Regions from separate parts of the Callithrix jacchus genome. Here region 1 is linked to region 2. A link is a contact called in public Hi-C data. All regions are on one chromosome and are shown on one strand. Each heading gives the region's core, a stretch centred on a gene start, on an enhancer-like site or on the middle of the called end of the contact. The rest is flanking DNA. Distances are from core to core; before and after follow the strand shown. Region 1 has its middle 110 kb from the start of NPY. Region 2 holds the start of PALS2 (protein associated with LIN7 2, MAGUK p55 family member).

Region 1 (6,450 bases), core at 3,411-5,910, 170 kb after region 2:
TCAACCTGTTTCTTTGCAGACCTACATAGGGCATAACCTTATGTATGTTCAGAATTTAGATTTGCTACAGAAATAGTTTTGCTTTTCTTAACATCTCAAACAGTCGTTTCTCACACAGTGCATCTACTAAATATTATTTTCTCCTTTTGCGATATCTTTTCCATTGTATGTGTGTGTAGCTTTTCAGATACAACTAGAGATCTGAAGATAAATGATCAGGCCAGACTGGATTTCTGTGGTAGTATTAATGCTAACCAGCCTACTTTTTGACACAAAATCTTTTTGGGTAACTTTTTATAAATGTTTTGAATTCTGTACAATAGGATAGATAAAATGATGATACTTAGGTTACAAATGGTAGAAATTTTTATGTTTTTATAAAATTTTTTATGTGTATAAAAATCATTTAATTGAGTAAACAAATAAACAAACCTTGTGTTTAACCTAATTGTAGTCTAGAAACAAAAGACTAACAAAGTTACAATGTAATCTTTGTAAAGAATTTTAAAAATGTCAAAATGAAGTAATTTAAAAAAATCACTCTAGGTATCTGTGGGGATTGTCTGGTTACCCAAGTATCTCCTGAATCTCCCCGAGATTCTGAGTTGAGACACTTTTCTTTTTCCCATGTAACTCCCCACTCCATCCCCAAAACAAAAATTCCAGGAACTCTGGAAACCATCTGCTATACTGAGGCACTATTACTAATACTAAACACTAGCAGCTCACACCTGCAACATCAGCACTTTGGGAGGCTGAAACAGGCAGATCACTTGAGGTCAGGAGTTCGAGACCAGCCTGGCCAACATGGTGAAACCCTGTCTCTATGAAAAATACAAAAATTAACCAGGTGTGGTGGCACCCACCTGTAATCCCAGCTACTGGGAGGCTGAGGTAGGAGAATCGCTTGGACCTGGGAGGCAGGAGCTATAGTGAGCTAGATCATGACACTGCACCCTAGCCTGAGCAACAGTGAGATTCCATCTCAAAGCAGAAAACTAAAATAAAATAACATAAACCCTAGTACAAAGGGTACATCATCTCTTCTCTCTCAGGCTTGCCCTTTGCTCCCCTGGAGAATGTGAAAGAGTCAATGAATTTACCAGACTTGTCCAATGGGGTGCTCTGTGTTTAATTATTTGTGTATCCCTTGCTTATCCATTTTAAATTAATTCCTGAAAACTCTGCCACTAAGTGAAAGCTGTTATGTGAAAAATTATTTTCAATGGGGAAAATTTTGATTAATTTCATCCCAATCCAAGATAGCTAACCAATTTTTATAGGTGACAAGAAAACATTTCAATTGAATGATAAAGATACATATATCTAAGTGATGTACAACAGTTTGAGAATAAATAAATATAATGTGTGGATGAACAGTAATAGAGGTTTATTATACTCACCAAGCAGGGAAAAGAAGCCTGATCACAGGTGGTGGTGGATAGAGAGAGTGTGGGGTGTAAGAGGGGAAAATCGAGTAACCAACTCAGGCAGAGTGCCTGGGCTCAGGAGCGCACTCAATCTGCACTTAACAATCAAGTGAAAGTGCAGGAAAACATCGTTAGGGCAACACAAAGGTGAGGATCTTTGAAAACAGGTAGAAATTGCTCACAGACTGAAGAGCCATAGAATCTGCTGCATCTTCACCCCCATCACTTGGTGTGTGGAAGAGAAAAACATTTGGGTTTCATCTAAACATGGGGCACAATTCAAATTTGTTCCATATGATATTTGTTAACTAGAAAGTGTGATATTGCATAAATTGATGCATGTGTGTTTTAACTAGAACCATAATGTTGAAATAGCACTTATTATATGTTTACTTGTATGCTTTTGAATAAAAAATCATTACACACAGATGAAACACACACACAGTCAGACACATACACACAGATATACATATATACATGGAAACACACAGAGACACATACACACAGACATGGGCACACAGACAAACACACAAACACACACACATACATGCCAACATACAGACAGACACATACACACAGACATACACAGATACACACACGTAGAAACACACACACAGACACATGCATATATTCAGATGGACACAGATAGACACACACACATACCCCACACACACACACCCCACAGGCTATTGCCTGAAATCTGGTTTAACTTTCCAGAAGTCATTATGGTGAAATATCATTAACTGAAAGGCTCTCTGTCAGGTAAGTCTGTACAAATGTGTCCTAGTCAGAGACATGGTTTTGGTCTTTTAGGAGAGAGTAATGTGGTTCTGGATATTTCATTTGTATGGGTCATTTCACTTATCTGGATGAAGTCCAGGATTTTTCATAATCAGCCTGCTTTTTAATTTTTCTAATTTTAATTTCCATCGAAGAGACAGTTTACCGGTAGTTCAAAGATTTATGTGAGCACAAGATGGATTTAAGATCATTGTGGAATGTGTAATGAATACACAAGAAGGTTTTAGGAAAGCACACAGCAGTTACCACATTTTTCAAGAATAGTTGTTGAGTCTTACCGGTGGCAATGATCATTCACTTTTTCAGTCAGTCTCTTTTTGCTGTGTTAATAGCTCAGTCATATTTGCAGTCATTTACATTAATGTTTTCAGGCATTCAATTTGGTTAGAGCATGAGAAATTTTTAATGTTAGAAAATAAAACTGCCTTAAATATGATTTGTTAATTGTTTGACATTGGCTGTTAAATTATCAGAGCAGCACCTCTAGTAAGAGAATGAAGAATGAAGCTGAATGCTAAAAACGATGCTTACCCTGACTTTCAAAAGACTAGACTACATTTTTAAAGCAAAGAATAAAACTCTAGTCTTCTAATTTTTTAAAGTCATATTACTGTATAGTTAGGCATCTTAACCAAGCCAGAAACAGAACAAAGCAGCCAGGAGTAATTTTAATTTTGCCATCTAATATGTGGGAGGTAGGAAATACTATGTCTCAATTTTTTTTTTAATGAAAAGAAAACACTAGAAAGGCTCTAAAATACTCTTTTCACAGTTCTTCAAGCAACCTACCAACCTCCTACCAATTCGAACTACAGTTCTAAGGGGAAAAGAGGCCTCTAGTAACTTGGGGGTTATGGTGGAAAGGAACGGGGCTTAGAGAAGAGAACATAATGAAGGTCTTGTCTTGCTACTCTGCATTTTTACCTTGAATTTATTAGGCGTATGCTTTCCCTTTCTGTAATACATTATGCACTCCCTCTAGTGTCAGAATTTGTATATGATCCGAAACCTGGTTTGACAAAGTGCTGCTATAAACATTAGAGTAAGGTTCAGGCTTCTAATTATGCCATATTTCAAAGATATTAAAGGCCACCTAATAATGTGGAGAACAGCCCTGCATGAAGTCACCCTGGCTCAGAAAAGAGCTCATATTTTAACTGTGTCATGAAGAGACCTCTTCCAAGCCTTTCACTCCTTCCTCACAGTGACCTATAAATAAACTTAGAACTTTATTTAAGCTTTAAATTGCTTTAGGAATCTTCAGTATTTATTAAATTCTAAATTCTGTAACAACAACCAAACAAAGAACACTACCTAAAAACAATAAAACCCACCAGAGATGAAAGAAACTGCAGCCAGAAAGTATAAAGCCCATGGGAACATCACGAAATGTGTTATTGTCAAGATTTTGCAAAGTTTATTAGCTATTTTTTCCTTTTTCTCGGATATTAAAATGGCTGTTGTGTGTCTGTGTGAAGCACATCAGGGAGATATGCTGCTGATGGCCTGTCTAGCAGAGAGCCCCTCTTTCTTTCCCTAACACAACTCTCCTATTGTTTGGGTTCCCTTTGCTTTTCTACCCAACCCACAGGCCTGAAGGAAAGCGGATACCACTCCCAGCTGCAGGGGTGGCCCTGGGTGACCTGTGGGTAATCCCATCCTCCTTGCCAGTGAAGGCTCAGGAATAGGCTTGTGACCCAATTCTGGCCAATGAGAAGCATCAAAGAAAGTTCTTCTCAGCCTTCTGGGCAAGGTTCCAGATGTGACACTTTTCTTTTAGATGCTGACATGTGTGCTGATGTGAGGCCTGGAACTGCTGCAGCCATCGTGTTACCCAATGTGAGGATGAGGAGGATGAGGCTGACACTGTCCAGGAAGTTAGAGGCAAGGAAGTCACAGAGTGATGCAGCAGAAGCCCCTAGACAAGTTGATTGGAAACCCAGCCTGCCCTGGGCCTTTCGGCATGGGAACCGATATGTACAGTATTGTTTGTCAGTTTTAGTTGGGATTTTTATTACTTGCTGCCAAAATTATCTCCAACCTTACAACTCTTGTCATAATTAAACAACCTTCTTATATTGAAAATCCAATAACATATAACCCAGTTTGACATTCACTTCCATGCCAATTCACACAAAAAACACAACATACACTAGTTAATGAGGATTGTATTTGTTATGTATTATTGCAGAACAAGTTACCCCAAAGCATAGTGACTTAAAATAATAGTAAACATTTATTTGCTCTCAGAGTTTCTGTGAATCAGGGATTTGGGAGCAGCTTGGCTAGGCTGTTGCAGTCAAGATGTTGGCTGGGGCTGCATGTGAAGGGGCTGGGGCTGGAGGTTCTGCTTCCACGATGACTCACAGACACAGCTGGCAAGTTAGTGCTGGATGTTGGTGGGATGCTTCAGTTCCTTCCGCCATGAGCCTCTCTACGTGCTATTTGAAGGCCCTTAGGATGTAACAACTACATGGCTTCCCATGGTCAGTTCCCATGACTGCTAAAGTGAGTGACCCATCCAAGAAAGTAAGAGCCAGGTGGAAGTTACTCTCTCTATGACCCAGCTTCAGAAGTCACATAGCATCATTTCTAGAACATTCTATTCATTACAAGCAAATCACTGAGTTCTCATATCCAAGAGGAGGAGAATAAACTCTACTTTTTTTTTTCTAAATTAGTAAACTTCATTTTTAGGAGCAATTTTAAGTATGACAAAACTGAGTGAATATTTCAGACAATTCCCATACAGCCTCTATTCCCACACACGCACACAACCTCCCCCACTATCAACATCTTACACCACATTGGTACATTTTGTACAATTGATGAACTTGTGTTGGAACATCACTCAGTGTCCATAGTTTACATTAGGGTTCATTTTTAGTATTGTACCTTTTATGGATTTTTTTTAAGACAGGGTCTCACTCTGTTGCCGAGGCTGGAGTGCAGTGGTGCAATTACAGCTCAGTGCTGCCTTGACTTCCTGGGCTCTGGTGATCCTCCCAACTCAGCTTCCAAAGTAGCTGGGACCACAGGCACACAGCACCATGCCTGGCTAATGGAACAATGAATATTTCGTGAAAGAATGAATAAACCTCAGGAGTATGTGTTAGAGGTGGGAAGATTTATAACTATTTGGCTTATATCTAAAATGTGTAAAGTATCCAGTGAGACATTTTATTTAATTGTAAGAAAATGAGTTGTTGATAGTTGAGAATTGTTTAGGACTACCTCATTTCTTGATGCATGATGTCATCTTGTAGCTTTGGTGGGTGAATGGATAAATAAACGTTGGTACATCTACACAATGCATATTTTCAGGTCTACAAACAAATGAGCTATCAAGCCATGAGAAGGCATGGAGATAACTTAAATGCATATTAATAAGTGAAAGAAGCCAATCTAAAAGGCTACAAACTGTATGATTTCAACTGCATTTCATTCTGGAAAAGGCAAAACTATGGAGAAAGTGAAAGATCAGTGGTTGCCAAAGATTAGGAGATGGGGAGGAGTAAATAGGCAGAGCACAGAGGAATTTTGGGGCAATGAAGCTATTTACCATTGTTACTCCAAAACATAGTGGAGCTTATCATTCATTTTAAGCCCCTGTGCTTTGGAGTAACAGTGGTGAATTGTGAATGTGTCATTATATCTTTGTCAAAACCCATAAAATAGACTAGGTGCAGGGGCTCATGCCTGCAATCCCAGCCCTTTGGGAGACCAAGGCTGGAGCATCACTTGGAGTTCAAGACCAGGATTCCAGGAGTTCAAGACCAGCCTGGGCAACAGTGCAAAACCCTGTCTCTACAAAAAATTAAAAATTAGCCAGGCATGGTGGCTGCTGGCCGCTGTAATGGGGGAGAAGGGCCATTAGGCAGGTCTGAGAGGCAGGCTGCTGGTTCTGGCAGGGGGAAGTGTGCCTCTAATCGTTTCCTTTGTTTTAGTGAAAGCAGAAGCAAAGCCATCAACTGGAGAAGAAGCTGTTGGATGTTTGAGAAGAAGACAGCTATGTAAGAGTCACCCAAGAGATTGGGACTGTGAATTAAGCAGGTCACTATAGGTGGACAGCAAGACCTCTGAAGCAACTGAAGCAAGCCACAGTTGTGTCTGACTTCAGTCACAGTCAGCTGCCTTGGAGCTGGAGAGAGGTGAGTAGAGGACTGGCTTTAACCAGGACTGTGTTTTGCTGAGGTTGAGACAGTGAGTACAGAGATGG
Region 2 (6,901 bases), core at 1,616-4,115:
CTTTTCTAAAGAAAGAACCTAAAGTTAAAACAAAACTAGCATAGTTTTTCTCAGCATAATTTTTAAGGAATAACTGACATATTCCCAAACAGTTTAGAATCTGTTTTATCATATGGGTAAGTGTTCATTCTTCCTGAAATAAATATCGGCACATCGCTTACATGGTTAACTATACTTACCTGAAGTAGAGTTCTGATAAAAAAAAAAAAATTAGTGACATTTCAAATGAATCACTCTGGAAAGAAAAATTATTAACTATTATATACCTAATGAGAGATTTACAAGATACTCTTTTTCAAAAGTCACCTAGCAATAGGTATTTATAGTAGAGTAGGCGATGTTAAAAGTATAAATGGATTCTCTTACCCCTTTTTATTTTCTTGCTGTCTTGTACAACTCGCCTTTGACCAGCACTAATCCTGTATGATTTGTAACTCTCTCAGCAATAATTTGCTGATGCTACTCAATTTTAATAAAGCTCAGATGTCAAAAAATATGAAAGGCATTTAATTAAAACATCTGTTGTCTTCTGCTAATCCATTATTAAGTAGTAAAGTATGTAAAGGGATAGTAAATATTCAAACAAGCAACTTCAATTTTAAAACAACTTTTCAAAAGGTAACACATAATCACAATGATGTCTTCTTGGTTATCTCAAGCTAAAAAGAGGGGAGCGGGGAGAGAAAGAAGCAGGCTATGTAGTCTTCTGGAACAATTTCAGCCTAAAATGAGACTGAGAAAGAAGCAAACTGCTCCCTCAAATGTTTAAAAATATGATTCATTTTTAAAAATCCAACAGTTGGTCTAAAGAAAAAAAAAAAAGAGATTCTGTCTTATATAGAGCTACTAAACTTGCTTAAGCACCTTCATTTTTCCAGTGTTGATTTAACCTAGAATGTAAAATAATTCATTTTGACATTCCAGATGGAAAAGAATTTCGGTGGCATCAGTAAGAACACATACACAACCTCTTCTATAAAGATGGTGTGCAGCCTCCATAGGACAAAACTGAGCAATTAAAAGTGTTACCATTTGCGTATTATGTAATCGTAGTCTAGAATATAAAAAACATGGACCTTAAAGGGTAACACATCGTGTAAACACGTATATAAACACCTGTTTAAATAGATGATACATTAAAGGTACAAATGACCTCAAAATGACACAATCCACAAAAGTTCTTTGTTTACTGTTAGTTAATAAGGCCTCAGAAGACAGAACTATAATCAGGCCTACCACTCTGTCATCACTGCACAGTAGATGCCTACAATAAATAAGCAATATCACTTGAGGTCCACTGCTATACCTACATAAGGAAACTACCGCATTACTAACAATATTACCTCGCCTGATATATTCGACCAACATAAGTTTACAAATGATTTGCTTGATTTCATGGGAAGAAATGGCTGCTAAATCATACTCCAATTTAAGAGCATTTTAACGCACCCCAAACGTTCTCAGCTACATTACAAGACCACTTGAAGCACAAAGTAAAATTCCAGGACTCTCCAAAGGCGCAGGAAAGAGTAAAATGTGGCTAGCCTGACCTTAACCGGCTGTTGATAAGTAATGCGGAGAATTTTCTGAGCTTCCCGGTCAGTCTTCAGTTCTCTTCTTCGCTTCAGTCCCCACCCCCTACACAGATGCACACCCAGCTGATGGAAGTTTAACACATGTAATCTCGAGCTGCAATCCCAGAAACTGTTAAGACTGAGAATAAACTCCCAATAAACTGTTAAAAAGTCCTTCTGCAAAAACATCTACCAACCAATCCACATCCCGTCACCACACAATTGACTCCCTCAATTGACTCCCCTGCTGACCCTCCACCCAGCCACCAAAAAAAAAAAAAAAGCCCCGACACCTATCCGGTTTCAGACAAATGTACCCAGGACCCGGGAGCACGACCTCAGCAGCGAACGCCCCCGGAGCAGCGTGTGCTCGGCCCACAGCCACTTTGGCCAAACAACTGGAGTCTTGTACCTCGGAAGTAGCAGCGGTAGTTGGAGAAAGCCTCCCCTCCACCCGCCAGGAACTCCGAGCTCGGGAAAGAACCGGTAGCCAGAGGAATCGCCCCCTCTCGGGACCGACCCCGGAGGTGTCAGTCACAGCAACACCGCCCCCGTGCCAGCTCTCCATTCATGCTCCACCACGACTCCCGCCGCAGAGGTGTCGGCGCCCGAGCCCCGCGCCCAGAGGGGCCCCGCGCGTCTGCGGCCCTAGCCCCCGCCAGGGAGCGCGTGGGGAGCGGCGGCCAGCAGCATGGGCCAGACACGTTGCCGCGCTCCGGCCCGCCCCGCGGCCCGCAGCCCCAGAGCCATGAGCCGGGTCGAGCGACCCTTCCGCACGGGCTGGGCCGGGGGCGACGAACAGCCTCCCTGCCCGCGCCGCCTCCAGCTCCCGGGTCCCTTTGCCCCCGCCCGCCGAAGCCCAGGTGCCGAGGGGCGGGGCGGGCCAGGGTCCCCGCGTGGCGCGCCGCGGCGAGCAACAGGGCGCCCCCGGCCAGCCCGGCGCGCGACGCGACCGTTACCAGAGCGGGGTTGGGGCCCCGACAACTCACCGGCTCGCACCTCAGCCGCCTCCGCGCCGCCGCCGCCGCCGCCGCCGCTCCGGGTCGCTCCCCGCCGCCACTGCTCTCCCTCAGCCACAGGCACCGCCGAGCAGCCCCATCTGCAAACTCGGGGCTCGTAGTTGGGAATTGGAAATGCGTCTCTCACTGCCCACCGTTTCCCTTTCCCTCCTCTCTCTCCCTCGCTCCCCACTCCGCCCCAGCTCCGGTCGCCCCCGCCGCTGCCTCCGCGCGCGCGGCCAGCCTCCCCTCAGCCGCCCTCCTCCTCCTCCACCTCCAGCCGCCGCCGCCACTGCCGGGGCGCGCTCCCTGCGGGCCTCGCGCGTGCGCCGGACGCCGGGGCGCGCGCGCTCGGGCGCGAGGAGGCGCCACAGCCTCCGGGAAGCCGGGCCCCGCCCCTCCCGTCGCGGCGCTGCGCGGCGCCCAGGTGGAGCCCCCTCCCAGCCTCGGAGGGCTCCGCCTGACTGCGCTCGGCGCCCTTCCTCCTCGCTGCGCGGCTCCCGGCCCTGCGCCAGCCCGGGGGGCGCTACCGCGCCCGCTAGAGAGGGTTTGTCGGACCCAGTCCCCGCCGGGTCTGCCAAACCGAAATCACCGCTGGGCAAGATACTCCACGGGCATAAAAGAGGCTCCGCCCTGCCCTTTCTGAGAGTTTTACATTCAAGAACCCGATCCTGAGGCACAAAAGAGAAATGGAACTGGAAGAAAAGCCTCTGGAAAAATCTCCCCCTCCCCCTTCACACACACCCCTGGTTCTGATGTGTATTTGGCAGGTTCTACGGCGCTGACTGTGTCCTTCATGAATTTTCTCCCAAAGGCCCTACCGGGCAGTGTGATTCATACTCGAGGAGATGGATGGACGCTGACTCTTTTCATAGCACCGAGGCTCCCATAGAACTCCCGGGGCCGGCTTTGCTAAACACTCCCTGGACACAATTGTTCAGCTCCTCCCCAGCATCTGGGCTTCCCAGACCTCGAAAGGGTGGGGTTGGGGAGGGCATGCCATCCTTTCAGCCTGGACTCTGCGTAGAGCCTGGTGAACTATGATGAGTGTGTGTGTAGATGACACATTTTGACAAGAGTGCAGATTTAATTTTTCACTTGAAAGAAACTGAGCAATGCACTGCAGCAGAGACTTCTGGCTAGAAAAACACAGCAAGTCAGCCAGAGAACTTCCTATCCCCTTAAAACAGCTCTGTGAACCCTCAGACCTGTGACGGGAGGCTTTTGGAAAAACTGTGTTCTTCCTAAAATTGAATAATGTAATTTATATCTTACAAGATGCTTACTGCAGTCTTTTCAAAACATGACTACAGAAAGTGCAAGTCAAACTTCACATGTGTATCAGGTGGCCTCCTCTGTGCAGCCTTTCCTGGCTTCTCTTGGGCACTTTGCACAAACCAGACCATTGATAAATGTTTGCAGAATAAGTGCGTGCATCATGGCCCTTTGAATTCAGAAATGGAGTTATAATTTGTATTGTCTCCTCTCTTTGTGAATGTGGCAGGCACGGAAGGGAGAGAGAAAATACTATTGATGAGATATATTAAGAAGGCCCAGTGTCCGAAACAGTGATTTTTGTCTTTATCCTCAACCAAGCAACAAAGATTAATTTCCTTTTCCATTAGGATCATTAATTTTGCAAACCAACATTCAGGGGGGCCTTGTACAGTGTTAATTTAGGACCTTCTTTCCTGGAACAGCAAACCCAAGGAAAGGTAATTGGAAGCATTTAGGGAGAATCAAACCTGCCCAGAGCACAGAGTAGCTTTGGGTCCCCTGTAGTTAGGCTGGCTGGATGAAATGAAGCGGAATGGGCTCGGAGCCCAAGGCAGAGACAAAGTGGAAGAAGGATGAGGCTTGTCTTCTCAGGGTGTCAGTAAGACCTTTTAGGTCTTTCTTGCTGCCCCAAGCTTACTTGCTTCCCACAGGACACCCATGGGTCCTCCCTGCTGTGCCTTACCCAGGCTTGTGAACTATTCTCCTGTCTGACCCCTACCTTACCACATCCCTGTGGACCCAGCTATAGGTGGGTCTGAATGTCATTTCCAGATGTGTTACTGATTCCTAATAGTGCACTTTTATTTTCTCAGGGGTCTTCTGGAAACAGCATCCTTACCTACTCTACCCCTGCTCTCTGCAAGTAAAAAGATGTTGACTGAGGAAGTTTTAGGAAGGGAGTCTTAGGGGAGGCTCTGCCCCTCAAATTACAGGCAGACCTACCTGACATATAGCTGGTTACCACTCCTGGCCAACTCCCTTATCTCTTCATCTACCAGAGACCCAGCATTTGGGAGCAGGAATGCAGGAACAATTATCTTTCATTTGCAGTTCCAAGTCTGTTCTCTAAGTAATGACAGAAGCTATCAGATGGAGGTTATCACTGCTGTAAGACTCAGGTTCATCCTTAGCGTCAGAAAAAATGATTCTGCTCCAATAACTGTCTTTGATTGCTTCCCTTCAGGAAGCTCTTGCCAGTGAAGTTCCTCTCTCAGTGTCTATATATTATCAAATACTCATATACAGTTATATTAGGAAGCACTACTTCCTTTATAAATAATACTCTTACTTTATAACATTCTGCCCTTTCTCTAAACTTTAAAGGTGGGACATGCTAGGATAAATTTAAATTGTTCTCAACAAAACATTGGAACTCCCATCATTGCTTTCCAGCTCAGCTTTCTGAGAGGTCATTATACTGAGATACCACCATCCATTTCCCATACCTGTTACAAATTCTTCATTCCAAGAAAGGGGAATGATATGATTGAGAATGATGGTGAGTCTTTCTCTTCAGTGTCCTTAATAGTCTGACTTTTCATTTCCTTCAAGGTTACTCTAAAGGGATCATAATTTTACCACAGCCCAGTATCTCCTAACAGTGATTCAATTTAAAATCTGAATTTTGATTCTTAATTCAGGAGCACCCCTCACTCAATTTTGTTTCCTCCTTTAAATATAAACAACATATACTTTTAACATGTTACATTTTCTTTTCTGGCCTGCTTTGCTCCTACAGAAGTTGGGAATTTTCCTAATAGTAAAGGCCCCAAATTTTAGCAGAAGCAACTGTGTGCTTGTTTTTCAACTAATCCATCATAGTAAAAGCAGTGACACTCCTGGAGGGTAGCTTTATTTAAAAATGCAACTGGCATGCATCACCAAGTCCAACCAAATTTTCCTTTAGAATACTTTATTTAGCTTCACCTCTTTTATCTCTGCTCACAAAGCTAGGTCAGATTCCAATTTCCAGCCTTTTTGCTAACCTTTCTAATTCTAGCCTCTCTCTTGTTTCCCTGCAATTTATCCTATACTCAAAGCAGTGCTTCTTAATTTTTGGCTCTTTATTGGAATCATCCAGAGAACTTTAAGAAACAAAACAAAGCACTGATGCTTTGGTGCCACCCCAGACTTAATTGTCCTGGAGCACAGCCTGGGTGCCAGGATTTTTCAGAGCTCTCCAGGTAACTCTAATATGCAGCCAGGGTTAAGAGCTATGGAAATGAATCATCTTCCAAACAACATTTATATCAAGTCTTCTCAAAACGCTGGGGTAGCTCCAAATTACCTCAAGTAATCAAATTAAAATTCCTAATCCTGTGCTTTAAGACTCTTTGCCAATTGACTAGAATAGTCCCCTTTCAAAACAGCTTAAATTTATCTCTTCCTAAAGCTTCTCCAGATTAGTCTCACCTGGCTGCCTGAAGATCACCATTCCCAGCTCTGAACCATCCCGACTGGCACTGGCTTACAAACCCTTGGACCTCAGTCGATTGTGTACATTATTGTTTTAATCTTGCTTTCACAGATATCTGGCAGAGGCTTTTCTTGTAATCTAAATCTCTCCAAAAGTTCCACTAGGTCAACAATCTCAGACAGAAATGTCTTAGCAGAACTTTCTCTCCTAAACTGGCTGTCTGAAAAATCATTTTCTGATACAATGGCAGTTCTTTTTTTTTTTTTTAATCATCACAATTAAAGCCAAGAATTGTAAGAACTTGAATTTTGGTGGTTGTTTGGTTTTTCCTTAAAAAAGAGAACTATAATGAAGTGGAAATTTTGTCAAAAGAAAGAAAAGTATATATCTCAGCATATCTCCTTGATTTTTCTTACCATTATTTGCTTATCTTAGGCATCGGAATTGGGCTTCTACAGCCACTTGTCTACTGAAACTACTCTTTCCACCACAATTAACATTTTCATTCTTGTGCTCATTCATTCATTCACTGATTTATTAGCAAAACATATGAAAAATTAAAAAAAATATCAAATAGCCCCTATGTAATAGTGAAGAATAATAAGCAAAATATCATGTAATAAGTGCTATGCCAA

What was found. A called contact is a pair of places that touch in the nucleus more often than the background predicts.
Region 1: a Hi-C map of skeletal muscle shows a contact between it and region 2, with 4 times the contacts expected there. The contact joins the enhancer-like site here to the promoter of PALS2 in region 2. A contact is called at or near these places in 2 of 3 Hi-C or Micro-C datasets (both in skeletal muscle).

What each region holds. Positions count from the first base shown.
Region 1 is chr11:33,674,896-33,681,345 of calJac240_pri, forward strand. No RefSeq gene overlaps it. Among named protein-coding and RNA genes, the nearest start is that of NPY, 110 kb to the right of the region's middle. Within about 2 kb of position 4,661, at least 1 of the 16 cell types and tissues checked has an H3K27ac peak or open chromatin away from gene starts, as enhancers often do. A contact at or near this core is called in skeletal muscle, where this site is marked.
Region 2 is chr11:33,509,295-33,516,195 of calJac240_pri, forward strand. PALS2 (protein associated with LIN7 2, MAGUK p55 family member) reads right to left here and starts at 2,866. Exons shown (of 12, transcript XM_035253618.3): 1 at 2,564-2,866.